Regions from separate parts of the Sus scrofa genome. Here regions 2 and 3 are each linked to region 1. Evidence: chromatin contacts called from public HiChIP or PLAC-seq data. All regions are on one chromosome and are shown on one strand. The core of a region is the stretch at or near the end of the contact, and the rest is flanking DNA. Distances in the headings are between cores, read along the strand shown.

Region 1 (3,697 bases), core at 323-2,822:
TCCTTAACCCACTAACCGAGGCCGGGGACTGAACCCAAATCATCACAGACACTATATTGGGTTCTTAACCTGTGCCACAATGGGAACTCCTAAAGGAAGATGTTTTACCTTAATTCTTATTACCTGGGAGGCAAGGTTCCCAGAGATGGGCCATTAAGTGTAATTTAAGCTTACAGGCAACATTGCTTTAGTGATTAACTTGTGATACAATACAGACTCTTCCTTATTATAGGACTTCTTGGCCCAACTTGTATTAAAAAGTTGGAAGACCGTACAGTGAACACGCCCATACCTATCCTCCTAGACTCCATCTACCTACCCCTCTTTCCATTCATTTTACGTACCTTTTGATACATTTCAAAGTAAGGAGCAGACACTGGTACACTTCATCCTCAAACGCTTATTACTGTTTCTCCTTTACTAGACAGTAAGTTCTTTGAAGCAGGGAACTAATCTCGTTTATTCTTTTCCTGAATCATGCCTGGCACAGGCACAGTAACCAGTAGTCGGTTTTCCAGGAACCGCCCCCCGCCCCGTACTTTCTTACATTGAAGCCTCTCATAGCATGCACTTGGAGTTGCAGCTCTTTTTTGCCTTTTTGTCTTTTAGGAGGTTCCCAGGCTAGGGCGTCTAATCGGAGCTGTAGGCGCCAGCCTACGCCACAACCACAGCAACACTGGATCGGAGCCGCGTCTGCGACCTAGACCGCAGCTCACAACAACACCAGATCCTTAACCCACTGAGCAAGGCCAGGGATTGAACCGGCGTCCTCACGGGTGCTAGTGGGGTTCCTTAACCACTGAACCAGGACGGGAACTCCTGGAACTGCAGCTGTTTAGTGAGAGAATTTATTGACTTCTTTCAAGAGTATTAAGTTTTGGAGCCTGGTAAATGATAAATGGGGTGGGGGAATCCCATGATCACTGAGCAACCTCGAAAACCCCACTACGACCTCCCTGGGCTGCAGGGCGAGCGGTCTGCCCCATCTCCCTCCACCGCGCAGGCCAGGTACTGTCGGGCGGGGCCTTCCGCGCCAGCCAGACGGGTCACGTGCACCCGCGACGGCCACGCCCATCCCAGGCTCGGTCCCGGCACCGCGCCTGGGGCGGAGGGTCGTAGCGACGCTCGGCGTGCGTGCGCGAGCAAACGTGCTGCGTCCGGATAGCCGGGCCTTAGGTGCGGGGGACGGCAGGGTTGGCGGCGCATGTAGGTCTTGCGGCTCCCGGCTGGGCGGTCGGCAGCTTGGGCTCGAAGACGGCTTTACATCCCTGCCCGACCTCCGACCGCGCGGCAGGGTCTACGGGGCCTCTCCGTTGGCGGGTGGGCGGCACTGACCTTCCATGGATAGGGACAGGGGACATGGCTGAGCGCAAGGCCGCGTCCTCCGCGGGCACAGCCGCACGATCCCTTCCTCCCGCCGCAGGTCCCCTGACTCGCGCAGTGCCCTTCGCCTTTAGCTTTACCTGTACCGGGCCGCCGATTGGTAAGGTTTGGCCGAAGGAGCGCGCAAACGGGGCTCCCTTTCGCCTTCCGTAGTAGGCGGGGCTTCGGCCTGCGTCTTTAAAGGAAAGGTGACGTGAGGCGGGGTGCTTCCGGTCGGCGACTCAACGTCCGCCGACGGAAAATGTCGCTGCCGAGGGGAGTTCCCTTCGTGAAGTTGGTGCCGGCCTGGCCGGCTGCTGCAGGTTGAGCGGAGACCAGAGCATCCCTTCCCCACGTTCCATTAAGTCGGCTCCAACCTTGCTGTGGCTGTGTTCACATTAGGGCTTAGTTTTTGTGCACGTCTTTTTTTCTTAAATAACATAGTATTTTGATATATACTTAATAAACTGCTTTATAAACGTCTTCAAACGTTTAAACGTCTGTAATCGTTTGTGAGTTCGGATGCACTGTCTAGAATTGCAGGTGAGCAGACAGACTCGGAAAGTAAAGGCTCCCCTCGGTTCCCAGGTAAGCGGTCTCTGAGCCCCATCCCGGGCAGGGAAGGTCCACGTGGTGCCGGTAACCTGGGGAGCTCGGAGCAGTCAGCCTTTTAACTCAGGAGGAGACTGGCGTGGTGGGTGCGTGGTTTGCTCAGCTCTGGAGCCTTTCTATCCCTGGGTGCTGGCCTTGCACCTGGTCTCTTCCAGGCTGCTTTGAGGTCACCGCAGGCCCCGAGCCTGCAGGCCGCTGTGCCAGCCCCTGCCCCCCTTGCCGCTTCTCGGGCAAGACGTTGCTCAGTGGCACAGCGGGAATCTGTGATCGGGACTCAATGAAGCCACCTGGTTGGGTACTTGCAAATCCAGCGGGACGCTTCGCTTTACTCTCAAATAGCTTCTCAAATCACGCATTACCTGTTTCATTCCAGACGAGGAGACTAGTTCAGCTTTAAGTACCTCCTTGAGAGCAAAGACCACGTTTCCGTTTCCTCATCAAATCCATGGCGTCGAGCAAAGTAGGTACTAACTGAAAACAGCCAAGTGGTAAACCCAGAAAACACTAGATGTGACTCAAAGGCCAAGGTTAGTATTTGCATGTTGGCCTTTTCCAAGTTGAGAAGAATCAGAGATTCATTTTATCCTGCCGCAAATACTCCTTAATAGCAGGATGTGCTTGTTTGGTGTAGATCTAGAGGTAAGAGTGACCAGCTCGGTACTTGGGAACTGCTCGCCTTGGTAAGTTACCTGCTGGCCGCCAGGCACTGTTCTGAGCCCTCGAGTTGCATCAAGTCATTTAATCTTCAGGAAAACCCAATCAACCCTATTTCACAGATGAGGGAACTGAAGCCTGGACAAGTTACATAATTTGCCCAGGGTCATACAGATGACAGCAGAGTCAGGAATGAAAACCCAGGCAGCCTCGTGTCAGAGTTGGCGCCCTTGATGCTGAGCATCACTTACAAAGTGAGTGAACCAGTGGAGTTACCAGTCTCTGAAGATATTAAGTGAAACGGGTGAAACTGATAGAAGAGTTTGATACCCAACTTAAGGCTTAAAGCTTGGTAAGATCAAGTCCTCACTGGTAACTAGAGCTACCTGCCACTATGCCTTTTGCAGCCCCTCTTTGAAGGTGCGTGTGGCCACAGTAGATCTGGGCAGTTTTCTCGATGGCCGTCGTCAGATACCAGCTGTTGCTGGAAGGCGAGGGAGGAGCAGAATAGAGTGAGCACAGCAGCCGTGCCTTCAGAGAGAGAAGCAGCAGCATTTTATCCCTTCTCTTGAACTCTGCTTTGACCTCCGGCTGACATGAGATGGGGCGTTTTGGGCTCAGCTCCAGTGGGGGCAGGCATGGAAGCCCCTTGAATAAAATGATAGTCAAGCAGGCAGCTGGCTCTTTGGGGACCCCTTCCTGTGTTTATGGCCTCCGCTTGCTAAGGCACCCTTCTTGCTTTGGGGGTGTGGTAACAATCTGACGGGGTCACCAAGCCCCTGTGAGCGCTGGAACGTGTGGACTCTGAAGTGTACGGTGCGCTCCCCGTTGTAACTGTTTCTACCCGTAAAGAGCCCCACGTGTGAAAGCGCAGCTCGTTATGACTCAAATCCTGGTGACTCGAAAACTTAGACGTTTTCCACCACAGGGCGACTTCGGTGTTCGGCTTCCTCGTTGGCCCCCAGTGACCCACCTCCCCACACAATGCCCCTGTCTATGCTTTGCTCTGGCGAAGGAGTAAAGGGCATATTCCGCCTCCTCTCTCCCCACTGGTGCAGAGGGAGGCCTG
Region 2 (3,697 bases), core at 380-2,879, 160 kb after region 1:
CGCTCCGGCCGCCTCGCCGCCCCACACCCCTCGCCGCCCGCACCTGAGGCGCGGCCGGACCCGGCGAGCGGGCGCGGAGCGAGGCGGGCAGGGCAAAGTTACTCACTGGGGACGCGCGGCTTCCCGGCGCTTCCGGCTCCCGGCGCCGCAGCCCAGCGCCGGCTCCGCTCTCCGCGGCCCGCTGAGGGAGCGCGCGGCCGGCCGGCCTCCGCTCCGCCGGGAATCGCCGCCGCCGCTGCGGATTTCCTGGCAAGAAGCAAACTCCAGCCAAGACTTCACTTCTCAACCGCCCCTGCTGCCTTCCCCCGGGCGGACGCCAGGGCCGAGCCGCGCAGCCCGACACGCACCGGGGCCAATCGGCGGCAGCACAGGGCGGGAGGGGGGCGGGCCAGAGGGCGGCTCCGCCTATCCGGGAGCTCGGGGGGCGGGCCGGGCCGGGGCTGACACTCCGGGTTAGAGTGAGCCCGCTCCGCCCCTCGCCGCCCGCCCTCCCCACTCCTCGGCTGTCCCTGCCGCTCGCCTGATTCCCCAGCAGAAGACGCGCTCGGGAAGTGCCTCAGCGCTCACCGCCGAACGCTGCGAGGAGAGGGGAACAGCTGGGGGCGGCGGCGAACATCGAGGGGGATCGGGGGTGGGGTAAGGAGAACAGGTGGCGCAGGAAAGCAGAGCTGTAGGCGTGTTGGGCTGGATGACAGCGGGGGTCGAGGGGTAGGGAGCGGGGCTGGCCGGGGTGAGGAGGCGAGGGGAGCAGGAGAGCGTGGAAGGCAGAAGGATTATTAGCGAACGGGAACACTAGGGGGGCGGAGAGCGGAGAGGCGCGAAGGGAGAAGGAGGGCGGAGAGCTAGTCGGACGGTGAAAGGGGGCGGGGGCACCTGGGAACAAAGGTGAGAGGGAGGTTCCGCAGGTGAGGAGGTTTATGAGGCCAAAAGGGTAAAGGGGAAAAGGACGTCCCAAACGAGGCAGGGCGTACTCCAGGGAGATCCTAAGAAAGGATTGGGGGAGTGGGGATCGGGTGGAGATGGTTTCCTTCCAAACTCTCGCTCCTCCCCCCCAAAATAGAAAATGCGTGTCCTTTGACCCCGTTGAGGGGTGCAGCTGCAAGATTCCGGATGAGACAAATACAGTCTTAAACCCATCCTCTTCAGTTGTGAAATTCATCAAAGTGTGCTGATTAACTATAATTTAAGTACGTCGTCCCATGAGAGTCCCTTGGGGGGCAGGGGACCCGCCTGGGACTAACTGTGTCCCCCACAGGTCTAGCAGCAAGTCAGAAGGAGGCCTGATCCTCGCTCTAAGAAGGGGAGTTTGGGGGCCACAGGTAAGGCCCCGCCCCCTTCGCCCGCACCTGGAGGAAGGCACCGGGGGCTGAGCTCCGGCGCCCACCGGCCGGTGCCGGCCTTGGGGCGGGGCGGCAGCCGGACCCCACCCATCTCCCCGCTAGCCCTCCCGGGAGGACTTGCTCTGGGAGCGCAGGTGAGCGGCTCAGGCCTCGCCACGCCCTCCTCGCGCCGGGGGCGGGGCGGGTGGGCGGGGCCCGGGCGGAGCCTCCACGCCCCGCCCAGTGGCCGGGCCCTGCCGCGCCGCTGCGGCTCCTCCCCCCTCCTTCCGTCCGCGCTCCTTCCGTCGGTCCTTCCTTCCTTTCTTCCTGCTGCGCCCGCACGCTTCGCGGTATGGGGCAGAGCCTTCGGCGGGCCGGCACCACCTGAGGATCCCGGAAGCCGCCCCCGCGATGGAAGAGGACCAGGAGCTGGAGAGGTAACGGCCGGGGAGTGGGGGCAGGAGAGGCGGGCCGCGCCCTGCCCTGGGAGCCGGCGGCCGGCCGGGGCCTCAGCCTCCGCGGCCCGGCCTAGCAGCGAGGGCCTGGCTGGGAGGACAGGCGAGGAGGAGGGAGCGGTGGGCGCCAGGGTGGGGAGAGGGAAGAGGGGGCGGGAGACCTGGATGGTTTGAATGGAGGCGCTCAGTGCTCTAGATATCGAGGAAGGAAGACAAGTTGCGAGACCAGAGTTAACTGCCCACCCCCCGCGTTGGAAAAGCAAGAGGAAGCATAGCTAACGTTCCGAACCACGCACCGTCCCCTGTTACCGGAGCGATGGGATTGGTGTGTTGGTCGGGCCCAAGTCCCTCCTCCGTGTAGAGCGCTCTTTAAGCTACTCTGCGCTGAGTGCTTTTTCTCCCTCCTGCTTGATGACTCTTCTCAGACTTTCCTTTCTAGTTTCCTTACCTCCTGCACGTTGAGGAGCTTTAGTTTCTATTTTTATAGTCGCGTTTTCCCACGCCTTTCAACTCCCCTTCCATCCTCTGGCAGGGCCCACCCGTTTCTAATAATAGCCCTTTCTTGTGACTCTACCAAATAAGATTTAGCAAGCTTTTTTAACGACACTCCCCTCGTGGCCATGTGGAGGGCCAAATGGCGTAGGGAGAAATTGGAGGCGATAAATTAAATATTGGTAGAATATGTGGAGGCAGGAAAATAAAAGGTTCATGCTAACAGTTCTCTGTAACTGCAGTGCATTGGAGTAATAGCATGTTACCATTGTGATACCGTAGATGAAAAAAGCTAGATACGAAAGCATATTCAGTATGATCTCATTTTTGCAAAAAATGTGTGTAGAAAAATATCTGGATTGAAGACCCCAATGGCTGAAGGCGAGAGGAAGACAGCCCTGGAAATGGTCCAGGCAGCTGGGACAGATAGACACTGTGTGACATTTGTTTTGCACGAGGAGGACCATACCCTAGGAAATTCTCTTCGCTACATGATCATGAAGAACCCGGAAGTGGAGTTTTGCGGTTACACCACAACCCATCCTTCAGAGAGCAAAATTAATTTGCGCATACAGACTCGAGGTGCCCTTCCAGCTGTTGAGCCCTTTCAGAGAGGCCTGACTGAGCTCATGAATGTCTGCCAGCACGTGCTTGACAAGTTTGAGGCCAGCATAAAGGCATATAAGGATCATAAAGCCGGCAGAAAGGAGTCCACCTTCTAGTCCCTTATGCCCTGTCCAGGGAGGACTGACCTCTAGGAGACCGTATTGGTGCTGTGACAAAGCCCAGAAGTAAAAGTTTGCGATGACAACCTGGTCTGTCCTGCAGAAGAGCCTGCCTCTAGCTCTTAACCATTTCCGCTGTTGGAGTCCCTGCAAGAACCCTCTGTATTCTTCTAATAAATTCCCTCTTTCATTCAAACCGATTTGAGTGGTTTCCGTTCCTTTGTCCTGGAGGTTGACTATTTTAGGGTTGGTGTTTTGTTTTCCTAATTGAACCAACACTGAAAGTGAGGAAACCATGAGAAAATCAGGGGCCTAGACGAGGACTTGGATGCAGGGAATTAAAAGGAATGTGCATGCACAGCTGAGATCCGGGGAGCGAGAGCCGCAGCAGAGCCTGACGCCAGAGACACCGTGGATGGTTTAGAAAAGGAAGCTGGGAGTGAAGGAAGACTTGGCCTCTTCCTCGATGTTGTTTAGAAATTCATGAGAGAATCGCGTCCTTCGCTGCGACCGGTAGATGGGGCAAGGGTGGGGAATAATTTGAAAGAACTGTGAGAATTCTGGTTTCACGGGAGGACCTTCGGTGGCATCAGGTGCCATCTCTGTGGCAGCATTTCTAGGATAGATGCTGGCTTACTGCTTTAATTTCAGGACACTACTGTATTAGAGAAGGAGAAAACTGGGGTGACCAGGTAGTATTTTCAGC
Region 3 (3,697 bases), core at 424-2,923, 150 kb before region 1:
AGGCAACGCCGTATTGTCAACCCACTGAGCAAGGGCAGGGATCGAACCTGCAACCTCGTGGTTCCTAGTCGGATTCGTTAATCACTGCGCCACGTTGGGAACTCCAGACAGATATTTTTAGGACATTTTATGAGCCCACTTCTTGCATCCCCTCATATCTAGAAAAACACTAACACCTTTCATGGTGACATCTGCCCCATGTGACAAGAAGTAGCCTTCACAAGACCAGCAGCAAACTTTGTAATATTCGTGCATGGCTGCACGCACCTCCCCCTCCCCCTTTATCACTTACATCTTGATAGTTCCCCTTTCCTCCAGGCGGCAGTATTTCAGAGCTGGCTGAAATACTGCCTTCTGGGCTGTACCTAGTGGACAAAACAAAAGATGTCAAGGTCAGTCACTCCAAAGTTGGGCCAGTTAGCCCTGAAGGAACTCAAGAAAGAAATACTGGCCCAGGGCTGGTGCGTATCAGAGGAGTGATTCCTGTAAGCCCAGACCGTTGCATCTTTCCAAAGAAACTGGTTTTCTGTAAAACTTTTTCTGCAAATCTGGTTTTCTGTAAATCTTTTGTTCCTCATACTCTCTCTTTGTTACAAAAACTCATATATCCTTGCTCCCCCCCTCACCTCTTTGGAGTGGTCTCCCAGGCTTAACTCCTAATTTAATCACCACCCCCCCAGCCAGGTATTCAATACCCAGCTCAAAAATAGTCAAGAAAGTTAAAGCCTCCCTTCTACCCCTTTCTTTATAGTCTCCTCCCTATCAGACAATACCACACTTCTAAATTAGATTTTCAGTTCCTTTTATTCCTGGACTAGTTTCACTACATATGCATGTATAACAAAAGCAATATATAACATTGTTTTACATGTTTTAAAATTGCACCTACGCGAATTCCCACCATGGCACAGTAGAAACGAATCTGACTGGGAACCATGAGGTTGCAGGGTTAGATCCCTGGCTTTGCTCAATGGGTTATGGATCCGGCGTTGCTGTGAGCAATGGTGTAGGTCGAAGACGCCGCTCGGATCTGGCGTTGGCCACCAGCTGTAGCTCCAATTAGACCCCTAGCCTGGGAACCTCCATATGCCCCAGGTGTGGTCCTAAAAAGCAAAAATAGAAAAAAGAAAAAAAAACTGTACCTACATAAATCTCCCTCTTTCTGCTTCATCACATTTCTAGGTTCAGTCTTGACTTACTGGCATATAATATTGCGTCCTGTGAATATCCCATGTTTATGCTCTTATTGATGGAAGTTTCCAATTTTTTGCTCCTACTCACAGTGGGGCTATGGACACCCTTGTCTACACAGCAAAGTTCCTATAAAATACACAGTTAGGAGCTGAATGCTGGAATTTGCTCTTTGGATATTTCGGTTTTACTAGAGTTTGCCCAATTGCTTCAAGGTGGTCTTAACATGTACGCACCTACCAGCAGGTGCGGAGGATGTTTAGACGCGTGGAGGAAAGAGCTGACTGAAAGACATACAAATTGGATAATACACTCTCTCCACCACCACTTGACTTCTGTGCCCACGCAGTCAAGTCTACAAGCGGCAGCTAAGCGCTCAGAGGAAATAACCAAGCGCTCCCAGCGGCCCCACAAAGCAAGCACCCGCCCGCTTCCGGCGTGGCGTCTGTCGCAGGCTTGACGTCAGCACGCTCGGGGCGTCGCCGCCCGGGTGGCGCCCTTGAAGGCCCCTTTCCGGGCTGTCTGGCAAGATCCAAGTGTCCGCTTGCGTGGGTCGAGCACCTCTTTTTCTCAAGAAAGGAAACCATTCTCACAGGCTCTTCTGGTTCCTGGGGACGCTACCCGCCCCCAGAAAAGAGTGGCTGCGGGCCGGCGTCCCCTCAGGCAGCGCCGCGGGCAGCCCGCAGGCCCTTGTAAGGCGCGCGCGCGGCCCCGCCTCCTCCTTTTCGGCCGGCACCGCCATCTTCCAGGTAGGGCCCGCGCGTGGCTCCCGGCGCCCGGCGTGCCACCGGCGTGAGCGCCAGCGCGGCGGCCGCGGCGGCCGGGCGTTGGGGTTCTGGAGAGACTGTCCAGTCCGCTTCGGGCCCGCTGGCTTAGGTTGGGGAGCTATGTCCGTCCGCGGCGGGCTCGGGCCTGGGCCGCGGGGCCGAAGGCCGGGCTCCGACGCCGCGGCCCTGCTCGGGGGACATGCGCTCGAAGCACCGGGGAGAGACACGTGGTTCTGTAATGTTTTCGGTGTGGTGTCCTAATCCCCGTTTGGGAACTTGCAGCGTCATGCTGTGGGGTAGAAGTTTAGGGTAGTGGGAGCGGGTTTAAAGTCAGCCGCCGGCCTGAAGCTCCGGTGAGGCCTGCGTGTGTCTGAAAGTCGGGGGTCGTGTGTCGGTGAACCACACAGGTGCCCACTGCGTCGATCGGCATAAGGAAGTCCCGGCCTTTCGTTGGTGATGCAGGAAATGATTTCTCGCGGCTTTAATTCTGGGCTGGGATCACAGTTGGACAAAGGGAGTAAACTGTGCTGCGGGTTCTGTTTTCGTAACGCCTGGACAAGTGTTGAGCGGAGGAGGGATTCATGAGTAGCCGAGTCAGACCTAACGTGAATAACCACTACATCTGAGTCTGGTTATGCAAACTGCGGGTTGCATTCCGTAGTGGGTCCCATTTTTGGAAGTATTACAGAATTTAAAGCATCGTTGCTTGGGACGTTAAGTATTATTTTTAAAAACGCGTTCGTTTGTGTATTCAACCATGTTCAATTTCTAGCTCAAAAAATGGGTCTAGTGGAAGGAGCGTGGATTCTGGAGTCAGAAGTGACTTCCATTACGGATTGTGCCACTTTGTGACTCCACATAGTGAGGTGGACCTGCAAGCATGTCTCCTTGTTTATGAACTTAATACAGAGTTGAGAATTAAAGCTGAACTTGTGCTGCATAGATGCTTAATGCCTTTTAAAAGGAAGGCTGCATTTGTTTTAACAATGGTTTGCTTCGAATGGGTTGGGTGAACCGTTCTTGTGTGTCTTCTTGCCACACAAGTTAACCTGAAAAAGGTACTTGGGTGTCACTGTTCTTTACGGTTAAGGGGTGGTAGGTAAAAAGAGACTGGTTTATGTTGGAACACTCTCAGAAACCTAAGCTGGCCTTCGGTTTATTTTGCCTTGTGGTAGGAGTAGTTGCTGGCAATGGTATGTTCTCCACTTGGATGATTTGAAGCAATGAAAACCATTTTCTGACCTTTGGGGAAATAAAGTGAAAGGTTCAACTTGTGAAAGCCTATTGATGAGTTCTTTGACTACTATTTACTAGTGATAATCCCTTTCCGAGTGCTAGGAATTGCTCCGTGTTTTGTAGACATTACCTTAGTTGTAAAAGCATTAACCCTATTTCACATGGGAGGGTCAGAGTTTAAGAGTAGGTCTCCCAGCAAATACTGGGCAGAACCTATGTCAGAATGAGTTCAGTGATTTTAAAGCCTACTGTATGTCCTCCTGTCTTATGTTTCCTTGTAAACCTAGATGTATGAAGTGAGCTAGTTTTGACAGTTAATAGATGTTGTATAATGAAACCTGTAGGTTGATAAGAAAGGGGCTTTAGTCTGTTGTGTTAAAACGCAAGACTGAGTTTTGTCATTGTCATGTCCCCGAACAGTACGTATATCTTCTAGTTAGCAATCCCAGTGCTCTTAGCAGTCTAGGCTGGGTTCTCCTGATTAGTGTGGCACAAGTCCTGTT

Evidence for each region. HiChIP or PLAC-seq counts read pairs in DNA pulled down with a chosen protein or histone mark.
Region 2: a contact with region 1 is called in an H3K27ac HiChIP or PLAC-seq map of alveolar macrophages. The contact joins the promoter of LOC106505238 here to the promoter of MTIF3 in region 1. A contact is called at or near these places in 1 of 5 promoter capture datasets (liver), 1 of 47 Hi-C or Micro-C datasets (skeletal muscle) and 1 of 2 datasets of contacts at active chromatin or transcription factors (alveolar macrophages).
Region 3: a contact with region 1 is called in an H3K27ac HiChIP or PLAC-seq map of alveolar macrophages. The contact joins the promoter of RPL21 here to the promoter of MTIF3 in region 1. A contact is called at or near these places in 1 of 47 Hi-C or Micro-C datasets (heart right ventricle) and 1 of 2 datasets of contacts at active chromatin or transcription factors (alveolar macrophages).

The regions. Positions count from the first base shown.
Region 1 is chr11:4,878,428-4,882,124 of Sscrofa11.1, forward strand. It overlaps MTIF3 (translation initiation factor IF-3, mitochondrial), which reads right to left and starts at 1,573. Exons shown (of 4, transcript XM_001926477.7): 1 at 1,464-1,573.
Region 2 is chr11:5,042,731-5,046,427 of Sscrofa11.1, forward strand. LOC106505238 reads left to right here and starts at 1,630. Exons shown (of 3, transcript XM_013980406.2): 1 at 1,630-1,756. The coding sequence starts at 1,731. POLR1D (DNA-directed RNA polymerases I and III subunit RPAC2) reads left to right here and starts at 1,544. Exons shown (of 2, transcript XM_003357811.4): 1 at 1,544-1,756; 2 at 2,613-3,191. The coding sequence starts at 1,731. The coding sequence ends at 2,988.
Region 3 is chr11:4,730,074-4,733,770 of Sscrofa11.1, forward strand. It overlaps RPL21 (60S ribosomal protein L21), which reads left to right and starts at 1,674. Exons shown (of 6, transcript XM_003482864.4): 1 at 1,674-1,940. LOC102162556 (a long non-coding RNA gene) reads right to left here and starts at 1,618. Exons shown (of 4, transcript XR_002336625.1): 1 at 1,200-1,618.